3 separate regions of the Mus musculus genome follow, and all the other regions are linked to region 3. The links are chromatin contacts, called in public Hi-C and HiChIP or PLAC-seq maps. All regions are on one chromosome and are shown on one strand. Each heading gives the region's core, a stretch centred on a gene start, on an enhancer-like site or on the middle of the called end of the contact. The rest is flanking DNA. Distances are from core to core; before and after follow the strand shown.

What was found. HiChIP or PLAC-seq counts read pairs in DNA pulled down with a chosen protein or histone mark. A called contact is a pair of places that touch in the nucleus more often than the background predicts.
Region 1: a Hi-C map of CD8 T cells shows a contact between it and region 3, with 3 times the contacts expected there. The contact joins two enhancer-like sites. A contact is called at or near these places in 7 of 484 Hi-C or Micro-C datasets (CD8 T cells, the HL-1 cell line, the N1E-115 cell line and 3 more), 1 of 115 datasets of contacts at active chromatin or transcription factors (effector CD8 T cells) and 1 of 9 other capture datasets (bone marrow-derived macrophages).
Region 2: a RAD21 HiChIP or PLAC-seq map of pro-B cells shows a contact between it and region 3, with 6 times the contacts expected there. The contact joins two enhancer-like sites. A contact is called at or near these places in 1 of 15 datasets of contacts at CTCF or cohesin (pro-B cells) and 1 of 115 datasets of contacts at active chromatin or transcription factors (large pre-B cells).

The regions. Positions count from the first base shown.
Region 1 is chr14:70,797,342-70,800,823 of GRCm38.p6, forward strand. All of the region lies in intron 3 of Gm34442 (a long non-coding RNA gene), which reads left to right. Among named protein-coding and RNA genes, the nearest start is that of Gm34442, 9.5 kb to the left of the region's middle. Within about 2 kb of position 1,385, at least 78 of the 459 cell types and tissues checked have an H3K27ac peak or open chromatin away from gene starts, as enhancers often do. A contact at or near this core is called in CD8 T cells and effector CD8 T cells, where this site is marked.
Region 2 is chr14:70,831,030-70,834,253 of GRCm38.p6, forward strand. The region is part of intron 2 of Gm34500 (a long non-coding RNA gene); the gene reads right to left. Among named protein-coding and RNA genes, the nearest start is that of Gm34500, 18 kb to the right of the region's middle. Within about 2 kb of position 1,887, at least 17 of the 459 cell types and tissues checked have an H3K27ac peak or open chromatin away from gene starts, as enhancers often do. A contact at or near this core is called in pro-B cells, where this site is marked.
Region 3 is chr14:71,112,208-71,115,368 of GRCm38.p6, forward strand. No RefSeq gene overlaps it. Among named protein-coding and RNA genes, the nearest start is that of Gm34757, 53 kb to the right of the region's middle. Within about 2 kb of position 1,549, at least 10 of the 459 cell types and tissues checked have an H3K27ac peak or open chromatin away from gene starts, as enhancers often do. A contact at or near this core is called in CD8 T cells, effector CD8 T cells and pro-B cells, where this site is marked.

The DNA.
Region 1 (3,482 bases), core at 135-2,634, 320 kb before region 3:
GTTGATTCTGTCTCTGCCCTCAGGCTCAAGGCTACCAAGTTCTAATGTTAGCCTCAGTTAACAAGCTCTGTCCCAGCCATTGAGCACAGGGACATACATTACTCTACCGTGAGCAGAGCCTCCTGCCGACTGTACTTTCCGGCTGGTCAGGGTCTAACCCTCCTGCTCTTTATAACTGCCTCTCAGGGCTGGTCTCAGGGCAGGACAGATTTGTGGTCTGTTCTTTGGTCTCTCAAGATAGCTTAGTTTCCTCAGTTTCATAGATTAGGACCGCTATGTAGATGGTGGCTAGCCACTGTCCTGCTAATCATACAGAATGACACGAAGGGGTTCTGCACCACTGCTGACCCACATGCTGGAGGAAGTTCTGCTGCACCGAAACTCACAACTGTGTGAGGTTTGTGTGGGCTTGCCACCCACTCTCTTTCCTCTTAGGCTGCCTGGCTGACTTCTGGATAGGTTGTCTGTTTTCCCTTCCTTGCCAGGGAACTATACAACCAGGGCAGTGTTCAGCTTGGCTTCTTTTTAGTTTGTGGTCCATCTTTTTCTTGGTATTTTCGCTCTTTTAGCCCAACTTTGTGGATTGTGGAGGCTCTTTTCTTTCTTTGGAGCATTCCTTTTCCACTTCTTCCTTCTGTTTTCCTCCCTCCTCCTACCTCTCTTCCCCTCCTTTTCTTCTTTCTTTTTTTTTTTTGAGCTAGGGTCTGGCTGTCCTGGAACTCACAGAAATTAGCCTGCTTCTGCCTTCTGCGTGCTGGGATTCTAGGACTGCACTACCACACCAGATCCAGTCTGTTCTTTTATATAGTGATGCTTCTCCCTAGATAGATGCTCTGGATCTGACTGAATTTGAAGCACCTCATTCTGTTGTTGTATTGAGAATAGGCTTTTTTTTTGGGGGGGGGGCAAGTGTCGAAGCATAGAGGGGCCACTGTAGTAAACCAGGCAACATGGTGTTGGTAAATATCTGGGTGACTGTAGTGAGGTGGTAGATGTTGAGAAATGATGCTTGCTGGTTGCATTCATTGTGAGGGTGATTTTTAGGCAGGGGAGAATGGAGCAGCACTGATTGACAGGGGAAGGCGGAGGGAAGAATTGACCTGTAGGGGAGATTCAGGGATCACACTTAAGATGTGGTTTCCAACTGTCTATGGTGGCTGAGCAGTAACCAGTGTGAGTCTAGTACTCAGGAGAGCCTGGGCTAGAGTTAGGAAGATGGGTGTTTCTTAGTATTTAAAGGTCACAAGACATTGAACTTACTCTGAAAGTGTTGTTTGTCAAAAAGATAGTAAATCAAAGGATAGTCCCTGGGGTTGTGTAGTCAGCAGGGTTGGCCAATCAGCAAGAACAAGAGAGCAGTGTAGTCAGCAGGGCCAGGATTGACCAATCAGCAAAAACAGTAGAGAGGGTGTGACCTGCAATATGAGAGAAGGACAGTGAGATGCACAGAAGATGTAATCCTTCTGCTCATTGGCTGTTGGTGCTGAGTCATTTCAACAGGAAGAGAGGCAGAGTGCAGAGCCACAGAAAAACATCATGGGCTGAGGAGGGAAGGGAAGATCTGCGGCAAGTTTGAAGAGAAAAGGAGAGGGGAGGCTAAGGGAGGAGAGGGGAGGGGAAAGAGAGGGAAGGAGAGAAAAGAAAAGAGAAGGGGCTTCCAGGAGAGTGGTACAAAGGTTCATATGACCAGTAGTAACTCCAGAATTTCTTTAAAAAATTTTTATAGCCATATTTTTAAAATGTGGTGTATATTAGCTACTTTTAATGTTGCTGTGATAAAATACTATTATCACAATGACTCAAAGGAGAAACTTTGAGTTGGCTAAGTTTCCAGAGGGAGAATCCATCATGGCGGGAGGGCCTGGCAGTAATCGGCAGGTACACAGCAAACAGCAGTAGCAAGCTGTGAGGTCATATCCTCAGTCATAGGTGTGAAGCAGAGGGTGGCCGGAGTGAGACTTTTTTTTTTTAAAAATTTTATTTTAATTTATTTTAATTAGGTATTTTCTTCATTTACATTTCCAATGCTATCCCAAAAGTCCCCCATACCCTCCCCCCCCCCCAACTCCCCTACCCACCCACTCCCACTTCTTGGCCCTGGCATTCCCCTGTACTGAGGCATATAAAGTTTGCAAGACCAATGGGCCTCTCTTTCCACTGATGGCCGACTAGGCCATCTTCTGATACATATGCAGCTAGAGACACGAGCTCCGGGGGTTACTGGTTAGTTCATATTGTTGTTCCACCTATAGGGTTGCAGATCCTTTTAGCTCCTTGGGTACGTTCTCTAGCTTCTCCATTGGGGGCCCTGTGAGCATCCACTTCTGTGTTTGCTAGGCCCCGGCATAGCCTCACAAGAGACAGCTATATCAGGGTCATTTCAGCAAAATCTTGCTAGTGTGTGCAATGGTGTCAGCATTTGGAGGCTGATAATGGGATGGATCACCAGGTATGGTCCATCCTTTCGTCTCAGCTCCAAACTTTGTCTCTGTAACTCCTTCCATGGGTGTTTTGTTCCCAATTCTAAGAAAAGTGTCCACACGTTGGTCTTCATTCTTCTTGAGTTTCATGTGTTTTGCAAATTGTATCTTATATCTTGGGTATTCTAAGTCTTAAGGCCCACCTCCATTGATATACTTCCTAAACCTCCCAACCTCCCAAACAGCATCACCAACTGGAGGCCAAAGGCTCTGGGGAACAGATCTGATTCAAACCATCAAATTATATACATACACATACACATACACATACACATACACATACACATACACATACACATACACATACACATATTATGTGTGTATGTGTGTCTGGAATATGTGTCACAGTAAGGAGGTCAAGAAGAAATCTGCAACTATGTGTGTCCCTGGGATTGAATTCAGGTCACCAGCCTTGGCTGTAGGCATCTTTCTAAGCTGGCCCTGTAACTCTAGAATTGCTATACCAGAGTCATGGAGCAGCATGGGTCAGCTTAGAAAGGACTTTGACAATAGACTCTCTAAATTCTTAAGATCAAGAAAACCTCAAAATGTTCATATAAAGGATAAGATAAGCTGGAGTGGGCAGAGGGTATGTTGACCCTGAAGTTCTTCCATGGCCCACTAAGTGTTAAGTCTTACGTAATCAGCTGGAGGTGAGAAAGGGGCCTTTTTGGCAAGATGGACACTCTATCTTAGAGCTAGTTCCTTTACTTCAGCTGTGTTCGGTCAGCAGAAGTGCAGCCAGTGGGGTGAGAAAGAGGGTGAGAACCAGACAGGAGTTTGCAGAGATAGGGCCGGGCCTCCCACTGAACAGGAAGGAAATTTGCTAACACCCCTTTCTTGCCTTCTTCCCTCTCACAGACATTTAGGCATGTCTGACTTCAGTCAATAGAATACATACAGATGCATACATGTGTATACACATCTGCACACACATACATTCTCTTCCCCTTCCAACACACAACATGTGACTTTGTACATCCAGGATTCTTTTTGGAGGAG
Region 2 (3,224 bases), core at 637-3,136, 280 kb before region 3:
TTTACCTGCGCTGGAAACATCTCTAAGGCATCTTTAACAAAGACCAGATGGCAACAAGTATTTGAAAAGAGGCCCAGGGGCTATGAATTAAAGAATATAAGTGCAATAGGTAGAAATGGGCTCCATCAGGGTGACAGACCGACTTGAGGACAAGACCCAGAGCTGGTGAGGATGTGGGAGAGAAGGTCCTGTTGTCAGCTGGGCACATGAACTGCCTTAATTGTTTTGGAAAGCAATCTGGCAAATTTAGTGCTACTTATTTATTTAATGACTTTAGCTGTACCATATAGAATGCCTTAACAGGTGGGTTGGTGCTGTCACGAAGGGAGTGGGCTAGCTATCTCTGGAACGGATGTCTAGCAAAAGGGCATGGTCTCGATATCTCTTACTCTCCCACTCTGTTTACTCTTCTGCTTTCTGCCATGGAATAATGCCAGATGAGAGCCTTTTCACCCTAAAAATCTTCGACTCCAGAAAAGGTTTCTGTTCTTTATAGTGGAATTTGGCAGACTGAGAAGCCAGCTCAAATAATTATGAATTTACTGAACTGAGTATGCATGTGTCTTATGATCCCTGTTTCTGGGAATGAATACTCGAGAGAGTCCTAGAGAGAGTCTCTCACCATGGGTGAAGGGGGCATATGGTGAATGCATTGAGTGTGCTGGACAGGATGAATAAGAGATAGAAGACCAGATCCATAGTGATGGGTGCTCACTATGGGATCCTGTGCAGTGTTAGAAACAGCAAGCCAGGTATGAGAGCAACAAGACAGTGGTGACTGATAAAAACAAAATGTAGAATAATAGTCACATGATAATACCATTTATGAACATCCAATACATTCAGAATGATCCTACATGGTTAAAAAAGATATATATGTTCTCAAAGAATGCTATAGGCATGTCTGAACAGATGCCTATATGAGGAGGAGATGAACTTGTATGGTGTTACTGCTACTTTTAAATGTCAACCTGCTACAACAACATAGAATCCTCTGGGATAACAGCCTGAATGAGGAATTATCTAGATCACTTTAGCTTATAGGCAGTCTTTGGGGAGAGTGTCTTAACTGTTAATTGACTCAGCCAATTGTGGGTGGCACCATTCCCTAGGCAGGGATGCCAGAACTGTAATGCATGAAGAGGGAGAGTCAGTTTTCTTCAGTAGCGAGGCCCCTGAAGGGCTGCACATGCACCAGTAGGTGGCTCTACACTCATGCATGTACTGGCAACACAGAGTGAATTCTGTGGGTTGAAAAACGGAAAGAAGAAAAGAACACATGGACTTAAGAGGGAGTAATGGTGTGCAGATAGAGGAGGAATCGGAGGGAAGGGAATGGGGCAGATTTGATCAGAACACATATGCATGTATGAAGATACTAATAAAAGAAAGAATTTGAGGGAAAAAAAAACTAAAGAATACTAGCTTCAACACAAAAGCAGAAGGAGCAAGCCGGTGGTATAGGCCCCTTTGTTTTTCTCTGCTCTCTGGATGTGGTGTGACTAGCTGTCTGAGTTCCTGCCTTGGCCTCCCTTCGGTGATGGACTTTTAACCTGGAGCTGTAAGCCAAATAACCTTTCCTCCCCCGTGTTGCCTTTTGTCAGGCTGTTTCATTACAGGGATGGCAATGAAACTGGAACAGATGGAGTGGGGACAGGGACGAAGGGGAAATAACAGGATACACTGAGGAGTCTTCCGCAGACGAGAAACACTCTGACAGTGTTGTACACCGGGAAAAAGCACAATGGCCTTGGCTCAGTGCAGATCTGGTCAAAAGTAAGAAAAGAGAAAGAAGCTGCTATTTCTCTGAAGATGGCTTAACGCTGGAGAAAGAGCCTGGCGTAAGAAGAGCAAACTGAACACCCAGAGGCGAGTGTTTGTCCTGAAACTGACTCTGATCTGGAAAATTGGCGCAACACAGTCCTGCCAGCCGTGCCCCTGTTACAGGGTGATCAGCCTGTCATGGGCATTCACAACCATCTGGTTTTCTTCATTTCCATTTGTTAACACTCTGGAAAGCTGTTAACACTTCTGAGGATGCGCATGCGCATTCAGCCGCAGGTCAGACTCAAGAGTGGGCTAGGCTGGTAGATGCTTAGGTACTTAGCTTGGCGTCTAGGCTCCCTTTTTGGAAAATAAGCAAGCTTTTTTTTCATACATAGCCCAAAGCAGAGAGAACAGGATCATTAACTCCTCTGTGTCTTTGTCTCTTCAGCCAGTATAATAACAGCGCCATAGGCTGAGACAACAACATTCATCTCTCATAACTCTAGAGCCTAGGAAACCTGAGATCAAGGGGCTGGCAGATACAGTGTCTGGTGAAGACTTGCTTTCTGGTTCACGGGTAACTATCTTCTTGCTGTGTTCAAACAAGGAGAAGGCGGCAAGCAAGCTCTCTGGGGACTCTCTTGTATAAACATTAATCTCACTGCTGAGGCTCGACCCTTTAGACTTTGTCACTTTCCAAAGATCCTGCCCACCGATGTTATCACACAGGGAGTTCTAACTTATGGATTTTGTAATAACAATCACTCAACTTTAGCATTTATCAACAGAAGAATGTTTAGAGGTTTTATTGGTAGGAGGGACTTGAGGATAAGAGTTTTTGGAAAACTAATTCCAAAGGCTTAAAAACTGCAATGTTAGGTGTGGTTATAATAACTCCACTTTTAGATCCAGTTTTTTTTTATTTATACTTTTTTATTTTTATTTACTGTCTTAATTGCTTTTCTGTTGCTGTAATAAAATACTGTGGCCAGGAGCAAATTATGGAGGTGTTTATTTTGGCTACAGTTCCAGGGGTAGGAGTCTGTAATGGCAGCAGAGGCATGGCAGTTGGTGGCTGGAACATGAAGCTTAGCTTGCACATCTTGGATATCTATCACACATTGAAGAACAGCTAACAGAAAGAAGAAACGGAACTGAAGTGGGCCAAGGATAGGAACTCCCGGAGCCTGCTTCAGTGACTGACTTCCTCCTTCAAGGCTCCATCTCCTAAAGGCTTTACAGCCTCTCCAAACAGCGCCACCAACTGGCAACCAATTGTTCAAATTCATGAACCTATGGAGGATATTTTCCATCAAACCACGGTGGTTGGTTTTGTGTCATGACAGCCAAAAAATAATTTAAGGGAGGAAAAAATATGCTCTGGCTCACAGATTCAGAATGCTAATTCTATGGTTGCTTGGACCCCATGCAGTTGAAAAGAAGGCATGAAAGCATGG
Region 3 (3,161 bases), core at 299-2,798:
ACTCACATCTGAAGAATTGGAGTTAGGAGCCATAGATGAGAGAGAAAATAAGATATTTGTCTTTTGGGGTCTGGGCTATCTCACTCAATATAATCTTTTTCAGTTCCAGCCATTTGCCTCTAAATTCCATAAGTTCATTTTTCTTACAGTTGAGTAGTATTCCATAGAGTAGACATACCACATTTTTACTATCATTTATCTGTTAAAAGGCTTTGAGGTTATTTCTATTTCCTAGCTATTGTGAGTAGAGTGATACCCACTACCTTTGAAAGCAATTCTTAGTGTGAAAAGATGTGCTAGAAGCTTCACCCAGCAAGTGATGGAAATAGATGCAGAGATCTACAGCTGAACATTAGGCAGAGCTTGAAGAATCTTGTGGAGGAGGGGGAGGAAGGATTGTAGGAACTAGAAGGTTCAAGTATTCCATAAGAAAACCTACAGAATCAATTAACCTGGGCCCATAGGGGCTTACAAAGACCAAGCTACCAACCAGGGAGCATACATGGGAGTGGCCTAGGCCTTCTGCATGTATATAACAGTTGTGCATCTTGGTCTTTTTGTGGGACTCCTAACAGTAGGAGTAGGGGCTGTCTTTGACTCTGTTGCTTGCCTTTCCCCTAACTGGGCTGCCTTGTCTAGCCTCATTAGGAGAAGATGCCTCAATACAGAAGTGGATGCTCATAGTCATCTATAAGATGGAACACAGAGGCCCCAATGGAGAAGCTAGAGAAAGCACCCAAGGAGCTGAAGGGGTCTGCAACTGTATATGTGGAACAACAATATGAACTAACCAGTACCCCCAGAGCTCATATCTCTAGCTGCATATGTAGCAGAAGATGGCCTAGTCAGCCATCACTGTGAAGAGAGGCCCCTTGGTATTGAAAACTTTATATGCCCCAATACAGGGGAATGCCAGGTCCAAGAAGCGGGATTGGGTGGAAAGGGGAGGAGGGCAGAGCGAGGGTATAGAGAACTTTCAGGATAGCATTTGAAATGTATATAAAGAAAATATCTAATAAAAAAGAAAATATCTAATTTTTTTTTAAAAAAGGAGAAGATGCCCCTAGTCTTAGTGTAACTAGATATGCTAAGGCTGGTTGATAGCTATAGGAGGCCCCTCCTTTTCTGAAGAGAAAGGGGGAGGAGTGGATGGGGGAGGGGAGGTGGGAGAGGACTGAGAGGAGAAGAGGAAGGGGAAACTGTGGTTGGAATGTAAAGTAAAATGAGTAATTAAAAAAAATGTGCTACTTCCTGGAGTGGAGGCAGAGTCTTTATAGTAAGCAACACTTTTCACCCTTCTGCTCTGATAAGGGACAGTGTCCAACTTCTGTATTGTTTTACAGAATTATTTAGATAACTGAATTATTTATTTAAAAACCAAACCCAAACCCACATTCCTACAGCTCTGGAGTCCGAAGAGTTCAAAGTCAAGCGGTCTGTACCTGCTAACGGTGTTTTCTGTGCATCGCCTTATAGCAGACGTGGGAAAAGCACGAGAATCCAAAGAGGAATCAGAAGGAGGCCACACTCTTCTTCTCACCCGGAAACCCCTCCCCAAATGATCAAGCCATTGCCAAGGTAATCCCCAGCAGCTCTACCCTCATGCCCCAGTCACCCTTTAAAGGTTCTATCACTTGACTCAACACATCGAGAGAATGAGGTTTTCAATGTCCAGATCACAGGCAAGGAACAATTAAAAACTTCTCCCATTTTCATGATGAGGGATGAAGACTATATCTGTGGGTATAAGTATACATGTTTATAGATTGTCGTTAAGAATTACGCTGACTTAATAAGCTAGTGGTTGCAGACTTCCTTCCAATAACTATAATTTCACTAGAACTGAGAAGTTAGGTTTGCAGTCCCAGTCATGGCCTCCCTCTTGTTGATTGGGTCTTAAACCCAAATATAGAGCCCTTGGTCACCACCAAGACATGTGTGCCTCTACTGTACCCTTAGATTACCAGGCCCGGGAGCTTGTTTACATGGTTCATAAGCATCATAGCTGTGTAGAATTACTGGTTGTCTCCTTCCTTTGGGATCTCGCATGGAGTCTTCTGGTACCCATGAAAGCAGGCCCTCAGGGAGGAGGCATTCATGTCAGTTCCAGCTCAGGTGTCTTTGAGTTCTGTTTCTGAAGTGCATGATGTCTTCAGCAGCAGGGGCTTACCTTATACCCATCAGGGGCAAGAAAGAGTAACAGCAGTAGCCTATATATTTGGGGAGTATTTTTGCAGCAGATAGAGAGTACTACAAAAACCAAACCAAACCAAATCAAACCAAACCAAACCAAACCAAACCAAACCAAACCAAACCAAACCAAAAACCAAAACCACCACTAATCAAAATCCAGAGTTGTAGATCTCAGTCCCAGTAGATTCGTCTACAAAACATTTCCATGCTTAAGGCTCAGGGACCATTGCAGAAAACGGGGTGGTAAGAATGTAAGAGCCATTTGCTGTGAGATTGTGTTTCCTAATAGCATCAGAATCTACACCCACAAAGTCTTACCAACATAATTGGCCAAATGTGAGCAAGGAGGACACCAGCGGACATGCCAAAGTGGATGGGGAAGAGCCCATGGGGACTCAACAGTACACAAGAAACTAAAGGCCACTAAGTAAAACTGAAACCAGGAAAGTTGGTCGTCCCGAGGGAAGACTGCAACCAGTTGGTTGCCCAGTGACAAATGATCAACCTTGAAAGCATACATACAAGTAACACTAAATGAACTCAACAAATTATATTTAGGAATATATATGTGTATAAATATATGCATGCAGTAACAATTTGTGAGGAAAACAGGCTGTGAATTTGAAGGAGACTATGAAGGAATATATGGAAAGGTTTGTAGGGAGGAAAGGGAAGGGCAAAATATAGTGATATCATAATCTCAAAAATAAAAGAAAAAGGACTTCATGTGAGAGACTCATAAAGTGATATAAAGCCCCAGGACTGTTTGTGCGCAAACAACAGAGCTTTAGAATCATCTAGAATAGTCTCACCAGTTCCATGGTACCTTGGCCCACCTCAGAGCTGTCACAGTGATAGCTCGTTCTTGCCCAATGTTAAGGCAGGACACGTTCCTTATCTTGGTCATGCATGATGCTAGCTAACAGATTCTGTGCTGTGGCTTTGTCTCCACAGTTATAAATCTCATA